Regions from separate parts of the Sus scrofa genome. Here all the other regions are linked to region 3. The links are chromatin contacts, called in public Hi-C maps. All regions are on one chromosome and are shown on one strand. The core of a region is the stretch at or near the end of the contact, and the rest is flanking DNA. Distances in the headings are between cores, read along the strand shown.

Region 1 (3,142 bases), core at 27-2,526, 190 kb after region 3:
TAAAAATAAAATAAAATAGGATTCTAGTAGGGATATTGTGAGAATTAAATGGCATAAGATACGATGCTTAGTACAGTGTGTAGCACATGATAACATCCTAAGGAAGCTGTAGTTATTCTTGCTAGCTGTGTTACCGCAGGTGAGTTACACAAGCTCTCTGAACCTCAGTTTCCTCACCTGCTGTCACAGAATTCAGCAGGAGGTGGTGTATCTAGCACAGTCCTGGCACATCATAGGCACTGGGTACCCATAAGCCCGTCCCCACTTCGAACTTAATACAGCCCCTCCCCTCGCCCCGCCTTCTTTGAGGTTCTGTTCTCTGAGGCTCTGTTTCCTGCATCCCTTCCATCACCCTCCACTCCTCGTCCCCCCCGCCCCCCCGCTCCCCTGCTATCACCCGGCTCTGTCTGACTCTCCCAGCAGTGAAAGCTCACAAGCTCCAAGTAGCCCAGGGTCTCCCCAAGGCTATGCGGGCCTGGGTGGGGTGGGGCCCAAACAGGTGTACTTCTTGGACGAAAGCCCAAGTTCTGCCTTTGACGGGATTGGAGGATCCCCAGGGGGGAGGGTCCAGGTCTGTGTCTTGTTCTGGGAGGGGCCGGCCGAGGGATGTATCCATCCGCCCAGAGCCTTCCATCCTTCTCCCACTCCCTTTTCCCTGGACTCCCGAGCTTGCTCACTGGGCAGGTGAGCATCTCTGAAGTGGAGGTGAGCTGAGCAGGTGTGCGGTGGAAAGAGGGGTCGGTGCGGGTGAGCCGGCGGTGTTCAGGGAGTAGGCTGCTGGGGAGGAGGGGTTGGAGGCAGAGTTGGTGCCCCTGTGGGTGGCTTCTGGTGCCTGGCTTGACCCCTGGGCTTTGGCTATGCCCCCCAAGTCCCCCTAGTCCGGGGAGAAGAACGCACGCCTTGGGCTTTGCATGTGATCAGGTTGAGGCTCGGCACCGAGTGCCTTTTGCGTAAACCATACAAGATAAATGTGCCCGCGTTCCCAGGCCTCTTTTTAAACATTGGGAAAGAGGTTGGGGACATTTCATCCGCAGCATCTGCAGAACTTCACAGTGTCAGGTATTTACTCAGACCAATGATCAACTCTTCTGTCCCGAGCAAGCACTGACCTTGGCACCGGGAGGATCCTGGGACCAGTCCTGTTTCCTCTCCTGCCCTCTTGCCCTCCTACTGTCTGACCTTGAGACCTACTGCCTGAGAGGGAATGGGGCCGGCAGCCCCAGGCTAAGCCCGCGGGCACCCTGCCCTGCAGGGAAATGTTTATTTATTCAACGATGAGAACCTGGAGTTCACGCTGTGTAGTGGTCATTGTGACGCATAGAGCAGCCCAGCCAGTGGATTCCCCGGGGATGGGTGAACTACAGACAAAAACAAGGCTATGTTGAAGTCCCTGTTGTGGCTCAGCGGGTTAAGACCCTGACGTAGTGTGTCCCTGAGGATGCAGGTTCAATCCCTCTCATCCTTAGACCACCCTGGCCCTCCTTCCCCCTGCCTTCTGCTCATCACTCAGAATTCCTTCCCTCTCCCCATCTCATCTGCCTTAACCCCCACCGCAGAGGCCAGCTTCCTCTCCCTCCAACAGTTCCCTCTCAATATAGAAATGCAACTGCGACCCCAACTCCCAGAGAAAGCCCTTTCTTGCTTTTTTTTTTGCATTTTTAGAATTAAAGTATAGTTGATTTACAATGTTGTGCAAATTATTTGTTGTACAGCAAAGCAACCCAGTCACATATATATACACACACACACACATTCCTTTTCTCTTTTTTTTTTTTTAAGGCTGCACCGTGGCATATGGAAATTCCCAGGCTAGAGGTCTAATCAGAGCTACAGCTGCTGGCCACAGCCACAGCCACAGCCACGCCAGATCCAAGCCACGTCTGCGACCTACACCACAGCTCACGGCAATGCCGGATCCTTAACCCACTGAGCAATGCCAGGGATCGAACCCACGTCCTCATGGATACTAGTCAGATTTGTTTCTGCTGAGCCATGACGGGAACTCCTATATATTCCTTTTTTTTTTTTCTTAAAAATTTTTTTTTTGATTTATATTTTTTAAATTACTGAATGAATTTTATCACATCTATAGTTGTACAACATTCCTCTTCTTCCGTCTTCCGTCATGGTCTATCCCAAGAGAATGGATGTAGTTCCCTGTGGAGAAGGTCCTTTCTTAGAAAGAACAGTTGCCTGATTTCTTTTGGACTTGCTGCCGTATGTCTTTTGCATTTTGTTCTCCCTGATCTTGTGGCAAAGGTGGGCACTACCGGAGGGGAGAGGGGACCTGGCCACAGGACAAGAGGGATGGGACCTGCCAGAGAAGAGCTAGGCAGTCTGGGAGGAGGCTGGTGTGTGCCAGGGTGGATGCGTAGGGATGTGTGAGTGAGAATAGGAGGGTGGGGGGAAGAGCTCTGGGGCTTGGGAACCCAGGTTCGAGTTTCGCAGTGCCAAGAGCTCGTGAGAGACCTCAGGCAAGTCCTTTCCCTCTCAGGGCCTCAGTTGACTCATCTGCATAATGGGTGGGCAGGGGAGACTAATCTCAAAGCTGCTCCAGCTCGATTTATAAAAATGTATGGGGAAGGAAATGAATTTGGTTTCCTTGTAGTTAGTGGCTTTTTTTTTTTTTTAAGCTATCATTTATTAAAAGTCTTTTTTTTTTTTTTTTTTTTTTTGCTTTTTAGGGCCGCACCCGCAGCATATGGAAGTTCCCAGGCTAGGGGGTGAATCAGAGCTGCAGCTTCCAGCCTACACCACAGCCACAGCCATAGCAACTCAGGATCCGAGCTGCGTCGTCTGTGACCTACACCACAGCTCACGGCAATGCCGGATCCTTGACCCACTGAGCAAGGCCAGGGATCAAACCCGCTTGCTCATGGATACTCGTCAGGTTTGTTTCTGCTGCACCACCATGCGACCTTCTTATTAAAAGTCTTAATAATTACCAAGAACACTTTTTTTTTGTCATGCCCACAGCAAATGGAAATTCCTGCGCCAGGGATCAAACCTGAGCCACAGCAGTGACCTAAGCCTCTGCAGTGACAGTGCTGGATCCTTAACCCACTGTGCCACAAAGAAACTCCCACCACCAACACTTTTGTACAGATTTCTAAGCATTGTATATACATATGAATTCATTTAC
Region 2 (3,473 bases), core at 735-3,234, 200 kb before region 3:
AGAAAGGAGATGCTTGGGAAGCAGAAAGAATTTGTAAGGTGGAGAAGCTGGGTCTAAAGGTAGTACAGTGAGGTAGGTGCAGAGAGAATAAAGGGGAAAGGAGTTAGGAGAAAGGTAGCTAGATATGGTTCCTTTGAGGGTGTAAACATGAGGGCACGAGAGGTCAGGGATGGCTCCATCATACGCTTCATCGGTTATAGGGAAGGGCCCCCCCCCCCCCCCCCCCCCCCGGCCAGGAGGACAGGAAAAGGAGGCAGGCGGGGGCGGTGAGTCAGCCCAGCTTCACCCAGATCTCAGCGGGGCGGGGCGGGAGCCAAGCCCTCAGCCGGCCTCACGTCCCAGCTCCACGTGTGCCTCTTGCACGTGGCTCCCCAACGAGGAACCCCAGAACCCTAGGCCCCGCCCTCTCCTCTTCCTGTCAATCCGAAGCAGCAACCCCGCCCTCGCCCCGCCCCTCCTCAGCGTCCGGGGTCCGAATCTTGGGCTGGGCTCCGAACGCCAGCTGGGCGGGGATTACTGAGGGGAGGAGAGAAGAGAACACGCGTTGCCTGGGCAACCTGGGAGGCGGAGCTCATTATGTAACGGGGCCGGGAGGCAACCACCAATGGGGTGGCGGCCACGGCTTCAGCTGAATGAAAACAAACTCAGCACGTGGGCCCGGCTCCGCAGCCATGTGAGCGCTCCGGGCGCTTGGGCGCTCTGGGTGTCCTCCCTGGGGCAGAGCACCACTCTTGGGGCTCCTCAAGTGCCGCTCCCTACTGTCACTGAGGATTCCCCAGTGAGATCGTACACATTCCCCCAGCCCCTCCTGCCTGGAACCCAGATCGCCCCAATGCTCCTTAAGTTCTTTCAAGCCTGCAGGAGCTAAGGAAGAGGAAGAGAGGAGGGGCGCGCGGGGGGGGGGTCCTCCTGAGAAGTCCAGGCATGCCATAACTGCAGGGGGTGGACAGACGGGGGCGTTTCGGGGCACTGCTCCAGAGCTCCCAGTTCCTTTAAACTGTTCATCTCAGCACACGTACCCGCTCTCCATTTCCTCCTTCCTCGCTATACGAGTGCTTCAGGCTAAAGGGAGCTTTGGGACTCTGAGGGGGTGATGGTTGGGCGCCTCCGAGGGCATTCCCAGGCCGAAGAACCTGTTCTGGAAATCCCAGTCTAGCAAATCCTAGCGTGGCCCCCATCACACTAGCAAATCCCTAGGCGGAGGGAGTCCCCAGTCCCTTACAAAGTTCCTCTTGTTCTAAGGCGTAAGGCGTAGATGGAGGAGAGGAGACAGCAACAGAGAAAGAATGATGGTAGCAAAGAAATCTTAGTACCTGTGTTGTTGTTGGAGTCCAGGGTCGTCATGTCTTCACCGGCTGACAGCGGTCATTCAAACTGGACCTTGACACAAACTGGAGGTTAGAATTGTCACTGTCGCCCCCTGGGCACTGGCTGAGGGCCAAGAGTGGACCCGGTTCGCGATCAGGATCTGAGGCACCCTGCAGCAAGGTCTTGGGTTGGCCGGACTGCAGTCCTGCAGAAGGGTAGGACGCTGAAGCAACGGAGATCTGCTTTGCATGGGAAGAGCAGAGAGAGTGTGGGGGAAGGGGCGGGGGGAATCAGCCTGCGGTAGTTCTGGCCAGAAGGTAGCAAGAAGGGTCGGGTCTCTGCAGTGCACGGGATGCCACTGCCTGACGGCTCCGCAGCGCTGCAGGGTAGCGAATCTGGAGCTCCCGGTGCAAAAGTCCCAGAGGGAGAGAGGTTGCAGTCAGGAAGTAAGTAGGTGATGGGGAGAAAGGGGGCACCCAGGCGCGAAGAAGCGAGACGTGTGCCCTGCTACGTTCCCTCAGCAGCAATATTTCACTCTGCCAATCTCAGCCGCCTTTTGCCCCAGCCTTTTTCCCTGGGACAGAGGGCTCTGCGCAGGCGCCAGCAACCCAGGGTTCCCGGGCCGCACGCGGCACTGGAGCAGGTACCATGTGATCCCAGGGAGCGCCTCGTGCCCCAGTGACACACTTTTCCAGCAGCAGGCACGTTGAGCTCCGTGCGCCTGCGTAAACCCGAGGCTGTCGGGATATGTAGTCCGCTGGCAAAGTGGGCGGGCTGCGTTATTTCCCCACTTCCTCCTGCAAAAGCTCTTGCTGGGACCGGGGAGGAGCTGAGAGCCGCATGGGGTGGGGTGCGCTGAAGGCTCAGGGTGGCTCGTTTGGAAAGCCTGTATGGCAGAGGCATGTGAATTCCTAAGGAGGGACTGGCAAGCTTGGCTGCTCCCTGGGAGATCAAAGCTAACAGCTCCTTTCTGCAGACCTTGCAAACGTGAGGGCTTCACGTGATTGCAGGACTGACCTAGCCTTTGAGGTTACTGTTAACAGGAGAGAGATGACAAGTAGGGGAGGGTGACACCCCCAGGGTCAGGAACTTAAGCTGAACTTCTGCTGCTCAGGACCAAGTCCTGAGATGGAAAGGAAACGTGACTCCTTGTAGGGAAAAGAGTTGCCATGGGGGTGAGGATGTCCTTGGGGACTCCCTGTTTGCTTGTATGACACCACCCCACCCACTCAAGTTGACTTTGGGGTGAGTCATTTCCTTTTGTCTGGGAAATAAAAAAGACAAGGAAGGGGAACTGTGGTGAAAGTGCTTTTCCGTCCTAACGTAAAGGAGCCAGAGGTGAGGCAAGAGCCTGGGAGCAGAGTGACACCTCCACCCCCAGTGCTTCAGGGTAGCGTGGATTCCACAGAAGGGCACACAAAGACCGCCTTACCCTCCCTCCTTTGCTGACAGGAGAATGAGGCTTAGAAGGAGCGATTGGCCCAAGGTCAGACATCCCTTGCTAGTTTCATTTGCCCACCGTTAGGGAGGTGGGTGGCTGTGAAAGTGAAACACTGAACAGGGGTTAGAAACAGCCAGCATCTCTCTTTAGAGGAGCAACTGCCCCATTGGTGCAAACCTGTCCTGGTCTCAAGTAAAGTAGAGAGAGGTCTATTCTGTGGTCTATTCTGTTTGAGGTTTGGGCTACGTAGAGAGCTGGGAGCCTCTTTTTTTTTTTTTTGGCTTTTTAGGGCCACACCCACGGCACATGGAAGGTCCAGGGCTAGGGGTCGAATTGGAGCTGCAGCTGCCAGCCACAGCCACAGCCACAGCAACATGGGATACAAGCCATGTCCACGACCTACACCACAGCTCATGGCAACGCCCGACCTTTAGGCTCAGGGATGAAACCTGAGTCCTCATGGATACCAGTCACTAGTCGGGTTCATTACTGCTGAGCCACAAGAACTCCTGGGAGCCTCTTGCAGCAGGCGAGTGAAGAATGAACCTGGGCCACCTGCTGCTTCCTGCTAATCCCTCCCAGTCCCACTGCCTTCTAAGGAGAGTTTGTTTTTTCTTTTTTCTTTTTCACACAGGAAGCCCTTCTCCACTTGCACACAGGGAGCTCCTGCGACAGCATGGATAGATGCCTGGAAAGGCAACAGCCACCAAAGAGGCAGAGAAAA
Region 3 (3,451 bases), core at 884-3,383:
AGCTACTCTGGTGGGAAGGATCCCCCTCCCTGTAATCCTAATACGGTTTGTTCTCTGGGGGAAGAGTGTGATTCTTCTGTGGGTCTGGGGCTACTCTGGAAATGAGGAACACGTCCCCTCCCAAGCCAGCCGTGTCCTTTTGTTACCCTGTTTTCACTTGGGGATCGGGTTCGGCGCTGGGCTGTCCCTGGCTGAGAACCCTGGAGTTCTGGCAGCCTGCTCCCCTCCTCTCCTCGCCGCCGCAGCCGCTGCCGCCGCCGCCGCCGCCAGTGCCGTCCCCTGTCTGGGTTCAGGCTCCCCTGGAAGGGAGGGGCCCTGGGCCCTGGCGGGAGCTGTGAGCGCCTGGGGTGCACACCTGGGCGTGTTTGTACCCTGCTGTGAGTAGTGTACCTGGGTGGGGGAGAGCGGCGCTTAGGGGGTTATTGTTACTTGGCTCTGGTTTCGTCCCCTCCCCTGCTCTACTCTGCTTGGGGGCTCAGCTCTTCCCTGGGGCCTCTCCCGCCCTCCCCTGCCCGGCTGCCTCCCTCCTGTCTGCCAGGGAGGAGGGGCTGAGGGGGTCTCTGGGGGCCTGGCGGCTTGCAGAAGGTTGAAGGGCAACCCCTAACCTCTTTGCTCTAGGAGGAGACACCTGAGGTGGCAAGACACCCACCTTGGCCCCTTTCAGAGCCACCTCACCCCACAGCCTTTCTATTGTCCTGCCCCCTGACCTTTGCCCCTGGGGCAGATTGGCTGGGAGGCTGCAGGCTGGGGACGGAGGGAGAGAGGGAGGCGTGAACGTGGGTGGGCTTTTGTAAAAGCAGAAAGGCACAGGTGAGAGGTGTGACCCATGCCGGGATCCTCCTTCACATCCTCTCGGAACTCGAGGAGGGTGTCCCCTGCTAAGCGGGATCATTGGGGCCTGGCTGCCAGGGTCACTTCCTCCACAGCCTTGGCCGCCTTGGCCAGAGGCCTGGGGCGGGGCAGCTGGGATCTGAGACCTTGGGCTCTAGCCTCTGGGGGCTGTTCAGCTCTTCCTGGCTCCACACTGGGGGAGTGGGGTGTGTGTGAGGAGGCTGGAGTCCAGCTGGCCTTGGGGAAGTGGAGGCCTGTTGGGGTGGAGCTGAAGGCCTGGCCTTCCCTGTTCCCAGGCTCCTGGTGTAGGTGTGTAGCCGGGGGCTCAGCTCCCAAGGCTGTAGGCTGGAGGGTGGCTGTGGGAGTTGTCATGGGGCCACAAGAGGGACCTGTAGGGCGGCGACCTGACTATCTGGAGTACACGGGGTCACTGCCGAACCCCTCGGTGTAGTACGTGTAGGTTCTCCGGTGACAGGGAGCCCTCCAGTCCCCTTACGCTCAGTGCCCCACTTCCTTCTGCCACCTCCAGCGAAGGTCGGAATTGATGGTAGGTTGGCCGTGGGAGGAGGCCTTGCAGATCCTGCAGGGCCCTGGGGACCGTGCCTCCCTCCGCGGAGCCCGCGTTTCGGGGCACCAGAGGACACGGGGTACACAGGATGTGGCTCTCCATCTGTCCCCCACCAATCTCGCCGCTCACGCCTCCGCCCGCTCCCAGACGTCCAAGAATGTGAAGCACGTGGATGCCCGTAGTGGGGGGAGGGGGAGATGCTTATCGGCCGCCGCTGGGTAGGGGCCTTCTTCCGCCGCCCGCGCTGCACCCAGAGCCACCCCCACCCTTCTCCGGGGTGGAGGAAGGGCGGACCCAGGGCCCCGCGCCCCGTCCCCAGCCCTCCCCGGGGGCCGTGAGGGGAGCCGCGGAGGAGCGGGCGCCAGCTGGATTGGGAGGGGAGCCGCTGGCCGGGGGCCCGGCTGATTTCCTGCTGATCTCCTCCAGGAAACCGGCCCCTTGTGCGAGGCTGCGAGCGGCTGTGGGGCGCGGGGACTCCCGAGCGCTCCGCGCCTCCTGCCCGCCCGCCCGCGGTGGAGCCGAGCGGGGGAGGGGCACGGTGGCAGCGCGGGCGGGAGGGCACGCCTGGCTCCCTGGGCCGGTGCCAGCCCTCCGCTGGGCGCTGGAACTTTGAGCCGAGAAGGTGTGGCGCTCCTCCCGCCTCGTCCTTCTGCAGGAAGAGGAGAGATTCGTGGGCCGGGCCCTCTGGGGAGGGAGGTGAGCCGGGAGGGGCCCGGCCGCGGCCGTCCTTCCTCTCCTGGGTCGGGCATGCAGAGTTAAGGCAGCAGCCTCACTCTCGCAGCGGCTGTGAGGGGACCCTGCTCCCCTAGGCTGCTGGCTGGAGGCCGGGGAGGTGGGGACTGGGCCAGGGTTCTGGGTTCAAAGGGCGCAGTGGGAAACCTCAGAGCTGTTACCTGGGTGACAGGTGGGGGTGTGCTGGGGGGTGGGGGTGCAGCCCGTGTCACTGCCTCAGAGGCAGCCCGCTGCTGTGGGGTGGGCCCAAGGGAGGGCTCTTTGAACTCAAAGTGTGTCCCCCTCACCTCAGGTTATCTCCGCCCTCCTGCTAAAAAACACGTTTAAAAAGCACATTCTTCCAGTTCCACAAAGAGCCTCTGGACTTTGCCTTTAGCTCCAAATTTCTGCAGGTCTTTGCCCCTTCAGTCGGTCCCTGGCCTTAGAGCTGTCTGTCCCTCAGCCAGATCTCCCCCATGTGTCTCCCCACGGCCCCTCCCCTCTCTGAGCCCCGCTCTGTGCCTTGAAGCTCCCTGGGTCCTGTCTGGTCCACCTCTAAGGTGGGGGGCCTTCGGGGAGGTGGGCCCCAGGCGGAGGTTGGATGGGGAGGGAGAGGAGGGGAGGTCAGCGACTCCATCCTTGCTTGTTGGAACGCTGACGAGATTCTAGGCCATGGTCCCCCCACCTCCCCTTGTCCTTGACACCCCCCCCCAACAGTCTGGATTGTCTATTGTTACTCCTTTTACGTCTTGGAAAAAGTTAGCACAACAAAGGGCTCCTTTGTCGCTCACCCCTCTGCCTCCTGGCCTCACCCAGGCCCCCCAACCCCGCCCCCCACCCCCAGCAGCTGTTCTCAGGCCTCTCGCCTGTCTGATTTGCTTGTCTGGCCTCCGGGAGAGTGAGGCAGGGGAAAACCAGGCCAGGACCGTTCGATTTGGGGTGAGGAGCAGAGAGTGGGGGAGATCAGCGAAGAGTCTGTGGACCTGTGAGGGTGTGGGCATCCACTGTGCCTTTGCTGCAGGCTGGTCCCTGGGCAGGGCCAGGGCCATGGGGCCATGGCAGTATTGGTCAGCCAGGCTGACTAGGAAAGCGGTGCCCAGGCCCAGTTAAGAGCCAGGAAAGTCCTGCCAAGGTTGTTGGCCTGGCTCCCTGTCATCAACTGCCTGGCAGTCCCTGGCTGTGTCTGCAGGTAAAGGGGGAGGGTATCGGGATGCAGCTAGTCGGGCCCTGCCCCGCCCCCGCCCCCATGCAGGTGCTTCTTTTCTCTGTGCCTGGACTTTGGGGCCCTGTGAGTCATGAGGTGCTAGGAGGTGTTTGGGCAGGAACTCTGGGCCCCTTTGA

The links. A called contact is a pair of places that touch in the nucleus more often than the background predicts.
Region 1: a Hi-C map of liver shows a contact between it and region 3, with 4 times the contacts expected there. The contact joins two enhancer-like sites. A contact is called at or near these places in 2 of 47 Hi-C or Micro-C datasets (embryonic fibroblasts and liver) and 1 of 2 datasets of contacts at active chromatin or transcription factors (skeletal muscle).
Region 2: a Hi-C map of liver shows a contact between it and region 3, with 2.4 times the contacts expected there. The contact joins the promoter of NR1D1 here to the enhancer-like site in region 3. A contact is called at or near these places in 1 of 5 promoter capture datasets (liver), 2 of 47 Hi-C or Micro-C datasets (heart right ventricle and liver) and 2 of 2 datasets of contacts at active chromatin or transcription factors (alveolar macrophages and skeletal muscle).

The regions. Positions count from the first base shown.
Region 1 is chr12:21,871,410-21,874,551 of Sscrofa11.1, reverse strand. No RefSeq gene overlaps it. Among named protein-coding and RNA genes, the nearest start is that of CCR7, 16 kb to the right of the region's middle. Within about 2 kb of position 1,276, at least 18 of the 83 cell types and tissues checked have an H3K27ac peak or open chromatin away from gene starts, as enhancers often do. A contact at or near this core is called in liver, where this site is marked.
Region 2 is chr12:22,262,060-22,265,532 of Sscrofa11.1, reverse strand. It overlaps NR1D1 (nuclear receptor subfamily 1 group D member 1), which reads right to left and starts at 1,984. Exons shown (of 8, transcript XM_021067027.1): 1 at 1,314-1,984. The coding sequence starts at 1,344.
Region 3 is chr12:22,058,568-22,062,018 of Sscrofa11.1, reverse strand. The region is part of intron 2 of RARA (retinoic acid receptor alpha); the gene reads left to right. Among named protein-coding and RNA genes, the nearest start is that of GJD3, 20 kb to the right of the region's middle. Within about 2 kb of position 2,133, at least 27 of the 83 cell types and tissues checked have an H3K27ac peak or open chromatin away from gene starts, as enhancers often do. A contact at or near this core is called in liver and skeletal muscle, where this site is marked.